Regions from separate parts of the Rattus norvegicus genome. Here region 2 is linked to region 1. A link is a contact called in public Hi-C data. All regions are on one chromosome and are shown on one strand. Each heading gives the region's core, a stretch centred on a gene start, on an enhancer-like site or on the middle of the called end of the contact. The rest is flanking DNA. Distances are from core to core; before and after follow the strand shown. Region 1 has its middle 54 kb from the start of Hes1. Region 2 has its middle 140 kb from the start of Hes1.

Region 1 (3,936 bases), core at 754-3,253:
TAGCTGGTCCCTGTCCACCTCTACCCGCCATGCATCTGTGACATAAACTGACAACCCTACTCCTGGGCACTTTTCAGGAGAAATGGAGATAGACATCCACAAAAAGCTCCCTGTGTCAATGAGCGGCTCTGCTACTAGAGGCCCAAACTTAAAGGCAAGAGAATTGGGAAGTGAGCTGCACTAGACCCACGATGGCATACTACTCAGGGATGAAAAGGAATGACTTACTGAGAGACGCAGCAATGTGGCCACATCTTTAAACTGTCAGGCTGTGTGGGATGAGGCAAACTGGAACTGAGTAGACTGTGTGGTAGCAGTCATGTGCCATTGCAGATTGGTGGAAACTGACCAGTTGTGATGGCAATGAGACCAAGACTCCTGAGGCAGGACCCCCAACTTGAATAGAATTATCACACTAGAATAGAATTAATTCCTCAGGAGACTTTCCACTTGCTTGATTGAGAGCACCAACTGGGGATCACAGGACTTCAGAATAACCTTCCTCTTCCTCTGCTTCTCTCAGTGCCCTCTGTAGTCCCCAGGGCCCTGCTGTGTCCACTCTGTAGCTGTGGATGATGCTGACTGAATGACCTTGCGTGTACCCTGTTGACTCTGGCTCTCCAGAGGGGACATATTGGCCGGTCCTTTGATCACACTAGCATAACTGAGCACTTATTGACTTAGTCAGAGGCTAGGCGTGGTTTATTTCCCCAACCAAAAGAAGAGCTCAAAAAGTCCTACTAGGTTCTACAAAATCTGAGCCCTGGAAGACACACTTCCTGTGATGCTTAGAGATGGTGATTGGCAGGTCTGTGGGGGAGGGGCTCACAAGTACCTGCTGTAGGGAGGCGAGAGGAAAAGGTTGTGTGTGTGTGTGTGGGGGGGGGGGGACGACAATCTGAACTACATCTAGACACCGAAGTGAAGTTTACCGGTCCTAACTTCTGGAACTTCACTTAAGTCTCTCTAATAAACCAGGTGCTGGGTGTGGCGGCATGCTCCTGTAAGATCCAAGGCTAGCCTGGGCTACATTACTCAAAAGAAAAAAAACGCGAAGTTTGAAACTTGGTCTGTGGGACCTTAAAGTTTGAAGAAAGCTGCAGGCTTGTGTGGTCTCAGAATACGTGGGTGCAGAGATCGGGGTGGGAATGGTTGCAGCAACAGCTGCAGAAGTCAAGCAGAGGTCACACACGCCCAAGGGAAGCCACGTTTGGAGTGCTCGGCCTTCCCATGGGGACAACACCCACCACAGTCACAGTCCCCCTCCTTTTTTGGTGTGTGGTTATGTGGGTGTGCATTTGTCCGCAGAGGCTTCCAGCTGTTTCCTTCTATCTGTACAACTACTGCCAGAATGAACTGCGATCCAAACTTCTGATCCAGTCGATGAACACACACCGGAGCGGGTCCTGGTCACAGCGGTCAGGCTCAGAAGGGAGAGTCTTGATGAAGGGACAGTGATAGTTAGCCTTCTCCTTACCCCTCCAGTCTCTCTGGCAGTGTCTGAATCTAAAAGCCAGGAGTGGCACCTTCTCGAAGGAGCAACTTCTCGGGTTTTCTGCTTTGTAACTAGGAGCATCACCAGAAGCTCGAAGGCACAGTGAATTCAGACCAATTTGGATTAAAGATACCGCCTCCAACCCCCGTCCCACCCCACCCCCTCGTCTGAAAAAGCAAAGAACGCACCCGGGACTTGGTTTCCCCAGTAGTGATGCATTCATCTCCCCCAACTCCCTCCTCAGTGGGCCTGCATCCGAGCCTCTGCTGCGGCACGCCTAGCTCGCCAAGGGTTAACCGGCGTCCCCTCCCCCTCCGCCCCCGCCCGGCTGGGCAAGGCGGGAAGGCGGCGCGCCGGGTGCCAAAGTCGGAACCTGCTCTCGGCAGCTCCCCGCGCTGCCTTGACTCACCGCCAGGCCTGGCGCGGCCGCCGGCTGTGGAATGTGTGAGCGCCATGTGTCACCGCCCCAGACTGTGGGAAAACGCTGCTCCGCTCACCTCCCAGCAGCTGGCCCGCGCCCGCCCGCTCGGGAGCCGGGAAACAGGAGCCGCCCGCCCGGGAGGCCGCCCGGGGCCACTTCCGAGCGCGCGCCGCCTCTCCTCCCACACGCCCGGTCCCTGCCTGCGACCCGGGGCTGCGGCGCCACCCGCAGCGAGCGGCCCAGCACGACCTTCTCCTGCCCCCGCTGGCCCTCTGCATCCTCCTGCTCCACCAGGCCGGCCTTGGACACAGAGAGTCCCTGTTATGAGAGCTCCTGGGCGGTGACCTCTTTCCGGGAAGGGCCAGAGAACGGAGGGCTAGGCAGGGGACCGGCCTCACTGGAATTGTGTGACAGCTCCAGTCTGGACCCTGCCAGCCCTGAGCAAGAGGTTCCACTCTGCCTGACCCTTCCCTCCGGGAGCTAGGCAAGAGCCCTCCACCTCAATGTGGGGTCAGCCTCCCCTCTAGCCATCGGGTGAGAGTCACATGAATCCAGAAGTCTGCCAGGGCCAAGGTCTCCAATGCCTAGCCATGCAGGGAGATGTAGGCAAAGTCACATTCTGGGTGGCAGCCATCCAAGAATGGAGACAGCTCAGTGTGCCTTTGTTCCAAGCCAAGTTCTCCACTCCTAGGCCAAGTGTCTCCTCAGCCAAGGATTCTTGTGGTGTCCTGTCTTCCAGGGCAGTTGGGACGCCAACAGATGGGGCTGGGGGCAAACCTCAAGAATCCAGGGATCCAGTGGCTTCACCTAGCATCAGCCTCCTGCTGCTTTTTTGAGGGGTCGAGGTGTGTGGGGGATCACCCTAGGAGACTAGGGGCCTGGTGGGTGGGTTCTCTGCTGTACCCAGCTCTCCTCCACTTGATCTATTTCTGTTTCTTCACCCTGCTTGTCTTTGACAGTGGGTGCTGACCCACTCACCTCTGTGGGTCTTCCCAGGTTGACCTCATCTAGTTCAACAGCTGCTTCTCCTGAAGTCCCCCATTGCACTTGATTTCTGTCCCTGACTATGGCATCAGTCACAGCCTGCCTAACTAGTCTCTTTCTCTCTCCTGCTTCTCATTCAAAGAAGTGCTACTCTTCTATGTAAACTCCCTGACCCTCCCCATCAACAACACAGAATTCTGCGTGTGACAGCCATTCTGCCGGTTGAGCGCACCCCCTCATGAACGCTTGTCAACACTATTTATCACAGGTTCAGAACCTTGTTGCCCAGACGTGTGACCTCGGTCAGGCTAATCTTTCGGTCTCAAATCTCCCATCTGTAGAACATAAATCTGAGTAGGGTGTGGTTCCACATTCCTATGACCCCTGCACGGAGGAAGCCGAGGCAGGAGAATCACAAGTTCGAGGCCAGCCTCTGTTTTCTATTAGTATCTAGTGAGGAAGAGAGGGAGGAGGAAGAAGAAAAAAGGGGGGAAAGGCATTTGTCGATCTTTGGGGTGCCGTATTAGTCCTTGTGTGCTCTGAATAAGGAAACTCTAGTTAGCAACGCATCATAGTGGTGGTTCTCGAAGAGTGTATCATCTAGTGACACCTTACCCATCTTACTTTGTCTAAGTGCACGCTGTGCAGTTCCCATAAGGATAACATCAGTTGAGAGATCCCTGTCATTAATCCATACACAACTGCTAAAATACCAGAGACTGGCGGCAGACATGGTCTGACACCTAGTTCTGGATGCTAAAGTCAAAGACTATGGCATGGGTGACTTAATCCGACTGAAGTCCCTCTTACTTGGCTTGTAGGCAGTTTGTAGATAGTCTCTGCTTTCTGTGGATTCTTCTTTTCCCATTCTTTACCCCCCCCCCCCATTTCACCCCTTATCACTAGATAGGAAAGAACAGATAGAGGGGGAGAGATTCTTGAATCCAATTCTTTCCTTCTGTTCTTCTCTGAGGGTGACTGCTACCAGACTGCATCCACCCACCCACCCTGCCTAGTGGGGCTCTAGCATTTATAT
Region 2 (3,936 bases), core at 671-3,170, 87 kb after region 1:
ATTCTTCTGAGAAGCCTCCTGAGCAAGGGTTGCCTTTCTCTGTGGATTCTGGGGTCCCATACTCCACCAAAATGGTCTATTAACCTCTGCTTGCAGCATGCTAGGGCTTTGCTATCCCAAGGCTCTAAACGCTTTCACACTCCTCCTGTCAACCAGTTCTAAAGGCTTAAGAACCGCAGGGTCAGGTTTATAATGGCAAATACCCCACACTCTGATAACAATTTTCTGTATTAGCTACTTTTCTGTTGCTGTAACAAAATACCTGTTAAGAACGGAGTTGGGGTTGGGGATTTAGCTCAGTGGTAGAGCGCTTGCCTAGGAAGCGCAAGGCCTCGGGTTCGGTCCCCAGCTCCGAAAAAAAGAACCAAATAATAATAATAATAATAATAATAATAATAATAATAAATAAATAAATAAAAGAACGGAGTTAAGGAAGAAAGGTTTCTTTTGGCTCATGGTTTGAGGGTACAGTCTGTTTTGATGGGGAGGGTGTGTAGGAACTCAAAGGCTGCCTGCTCTCATCTCAGTGGACCGGGAGACAGAGGAGAAAAACCCTAGCACTTGCCTGGCCTTCTCCTTTTTCTCTTTTTATTTAGTCCAGGGCCCAAAACTGTGGGATGGTGCTACTCACATTAAGGACAGGTCTTTTTCCTTCTGTGAATCCCGTCTGGATACTCTCATAGGCGTCTTACAGCGTTACTAATGTCCTTAATCCAATCAAGTTGTCAGTGAAGGTCCGTTAGAATCTCCAAACCTTGACAACACTATCTTATTTAACTATCATAGCTCTGTGAGTTAGATATTAGCCTCCTCCAGTCACAGACAAGAAAGCCGAGAGCTACAAGGGGCAGGCAAAGCAAACCAACCTCTCTTTTGTTGTGTCTTTGCCTAAACTCTGCCTGAAACAGCTATTGGAAGACTCCAGGCTTCGTACAGGAGTGTGCCAGGGTGAACCAGACCCGTGTTGGGTCAGTGGCTGATTGCACCTAAGGAGGGAAGGTCAATAATTGTCTTTCTGAAGTGATGTAGGTTTTTATCCCTGACCTTAGTTTCCCCACATTCTGTGTATAAGCTTCCACTGCAGTAGTGAGTGGGAACAAAAGGGGGGGGTGGTATAAAGAGAGAAGAGAGAAAGGAAGGAAGGAAGGAAGGAAGGAAGGAAGGAAGGAAGGAAGGAAGGAAGGAAGGAAAGAGGCAGGCTCAAGTACATCGATAACGGGTTATGTACCTAAGGCAGCCATTAGAAAGGAGACCCAGGTAATGGTGGTGGTGCACGCCTCTTAACTCAGCACTCAGGAGGCAGAGGCAGGCGGATTTTTGTGAGTTTGAGGCTAGCTCGCTCTACAGAGTGAGTTCTAGGACAGCCATAGCTACACAGAGAACCCTGACTCAAAAACAAACAAGTAAGTACAATAAACAATAAATAAATGAGTAAACAAACAAATAACTAGGAGAATGGGATTTGAACTGAGGATGCTTGGTCCTCTCCGGAGCCTTTCCATCTCTCTTTGCACACATGCACTCAGTGATGACCTCAGGACTGTCTCCCCATGGTGGATAAGAAGACATGCTTGTAAAAGCTGCATTTACCAGTCTGCTGTTTAACTCTTCGAAAGAATGGCATTAAAGCTCACATTCAAATAACCTCCCGGAAAAGGGCCCAGTCCGGTGGAGATTTCTGCTATTCCGTGTTCCAATCAGCTGCTGAGATTGGGCTGCAGCTGGACTCTTCTCCCACATGCATGAGTGTGTTACCAGGAATGGAGACCTGGACGGGCTTGCCAGGGCCCGGGCACCCTGCCGAGTCACACCCAAGTGGTGAGCGCTTGCCAGCTTCGGGGGCTAAGCTATTGCCCTGAGAGTCTGGGCAGGGCAGGCAGCTCTGTGCTGATTCTTTTGTCTCCTGGGCAACAGCCTGGAGCAGGCTGTGGTCACCCGTGGGAACGTTCCTCCTGAGTCAGCAGTGCCTGGAGTGTCTCAGGGTGTGGCTGTCTGTTCTTTGGGGCCTCTTTATCTTGCAGGATGTCACTGCGCCATCATGGGTTCGGGGCTAGAGCTACAGGGCAAGGGCTGTTTGGAAACCCCTGTTAACTGGGTTGTTGAGGCATGCGTAAATCACTTGGGGAGGGGGGCGGGGCTATAACTGTAAGTGCGCTAGCGTAGAGCATCAGACAGCAACTGGAGGCTTCAGTTCTAATCGACCCCTCTTCTGGTTAGTTATATTAATTGGGGGATAATTCGCATTCTCATCTCCGAGCCTCAGTTTCCCCATCTAGACAATGCCAGGTCCGTTTTTGTCACTGGATTGTCTCGATTCAAATGAGATACTTGAGTACAGGCCCTTCGAGGCAGTGTTTGATGTCTCAATGAGGCGAGGAGCCTTTTTTTTTTTTTTTAATTCACTCTGTAGACCAGGCTGGCCCAGAACCCAGAGATCCGCCTGCTTCTGCCTCCTGAGCGCTGGGATTAAAGGCGTGCTCCAGCACTGCCGAGCAGTTTCGGGAGCCAATTTCTTATGTAGCTACAACTTCCTAATTCCTCCAGACTGCTCGTCTTTTTGAGGAATCTGGCCCATGGCTGCATTCTGAGGTGCCGGTGGAATTCCCGAGAAGTAGGGGAATGGTAGGATGGGCTGTGGAGGCCCCAGGATGAGCCCATCATATTGTATGTAGTTGCGGAACTTGATTCTATCGCCGACTTCCGTGGTCGGGATTTCAGTCTGTTAACCAGGAAGTAATATTTCCTCCTTGGTGCCTCTTAGCGGAACCTGTGAAGCCTCTTGCTTTGGGGATGAGGAGTGTCCATGGGACACAGATTCCCTGTGCAGAGCGAAGAGCTGTCCAAACCGAGAACCAGAGATGATAGAAAGGCTCTGAGGAAGTTACATGTCATCCCAGTCAGAACCAGACTAAGGGGGTTGAGGTGGGGGGAGAACAAAGGGAGATTCTGGAGAGAGATGACAGCTGTTGGGGCTTGGTCACCCTCCCTGTCCACTGTGTGTTTGCATTAGGAGCGACGTAATGTTTTCAGGTGGCTTTGGGGACAAGGAGATGGGTGGTATCAGGCGTTCCTTCCCATACGTCCAAGGGTGTTGCCATCAGCCTGTGCACATGAGGACCCAGATTTAGCCGCAATGTGACCATGTGGTGTCAGTTTGAATGACGCTGGTTCCGGTTACTTCTAACTTCATTCTGATCATAGATACCTCCAGGATCTCAGCCAGGAGAGCAAGCAACTGGAACCCAGATGATAGAAGGTCATGGGGACAGGGATGTTTGGTTTGGAACATCAGACTCCTCTCCATGTACCCGAGGAGCCATTAATTCTGTTAGGTCTCTCTCCCTGTTGTCGTTTCTTTTACTCTCCAGGGAAAATATTTGGCTGAATGTAGGAAAGTTGTATCAAGATGTCTGAAGTGATGGGGCAGGGGCCGTCTATCCATATGACGGGACCATGTGGAGCCGATTCTGAGATACATGGGGTGAGCCTAGATCTCCAAGTCCCAGAGGACTTAATTTCACAGTTAGCATGTACTTCCACCAATATTGTCTTGACAGGTTTCCAGGGGTTCCTCAGTACGGGACAGAAGCATTTTCCAGGACAGCCTTGCTGGCTCCAGCTCCACGGGAGAATGCCTGTGGGGCGCCTCCAGTCCCCTTCCCTCTGGATTTGCTGGAGGGGGAGGATCATTCTGGTTTCTGATGAGCTTCCCCACCCCCTCCCATTTCTATTTTTTTTTTTTTTAACTTGTTGCTCTTGGCACAAGAGTCTTTGGTTTGCTTGTAACAATCACCTTCTGCCTTGAGAAGCATGCAGAATGCTTTGGTGTATTCTTTATAAATCTTGGGCCCTGTCTTTTTGTGGGGGGAGGGGCTGGAAACTCACCGGAGGACTAGTACAACCCAGGTTCACTGACTCAGCCTTGCATGTGGAGGA

The links. Hi-C and Micro-C count contacts between places; a contact is called where the count stands out from the background.
Region 2: a contact with region 1 is called in a Hi-C map of mammary epithelial cells, with 2.6 times the contacts expected there. The contact joins two enhancer-like sites. A contact is called at or near these places in 2 of 12 Hi-C or Micro-C datasets (Schwann cells and mammary epithelial cells).

What each region holds. Positions count from the first base shown.
Region 1 is chr11:84,265,513-84,269,448 of GRCr8, forward strand. No RefSeq gene overlaps it. Among named protein-coding and RNA genes, the nearest start is that of Hes1, 54 kb to the left of the region's middle. Within about 2 kb of position 2,004, at least 71 of the 93 cell types and tissues checked have an H3K27ac peak or open chromatin away from gene starts, as enhancers often do. A contact at or near this core is called in Schwann cells, where this site is marked.
Region 2 is chr11:84,352,936-84,356,871 of GRCr8, forward strand. No RefSeq gene overlaps it. Among named protein-coding and RNA genes, the nearest start is that of Hes1, 140 kb to the left of the region's middle. Within about 2 kb of position 1,921, at least 23 of the 93 cell types and tissues checked have an H3K27ac peak or open chromatin away from gene starts, as enhancers often do. A contact at or near this core is called in Schwann cells, where this site is marked.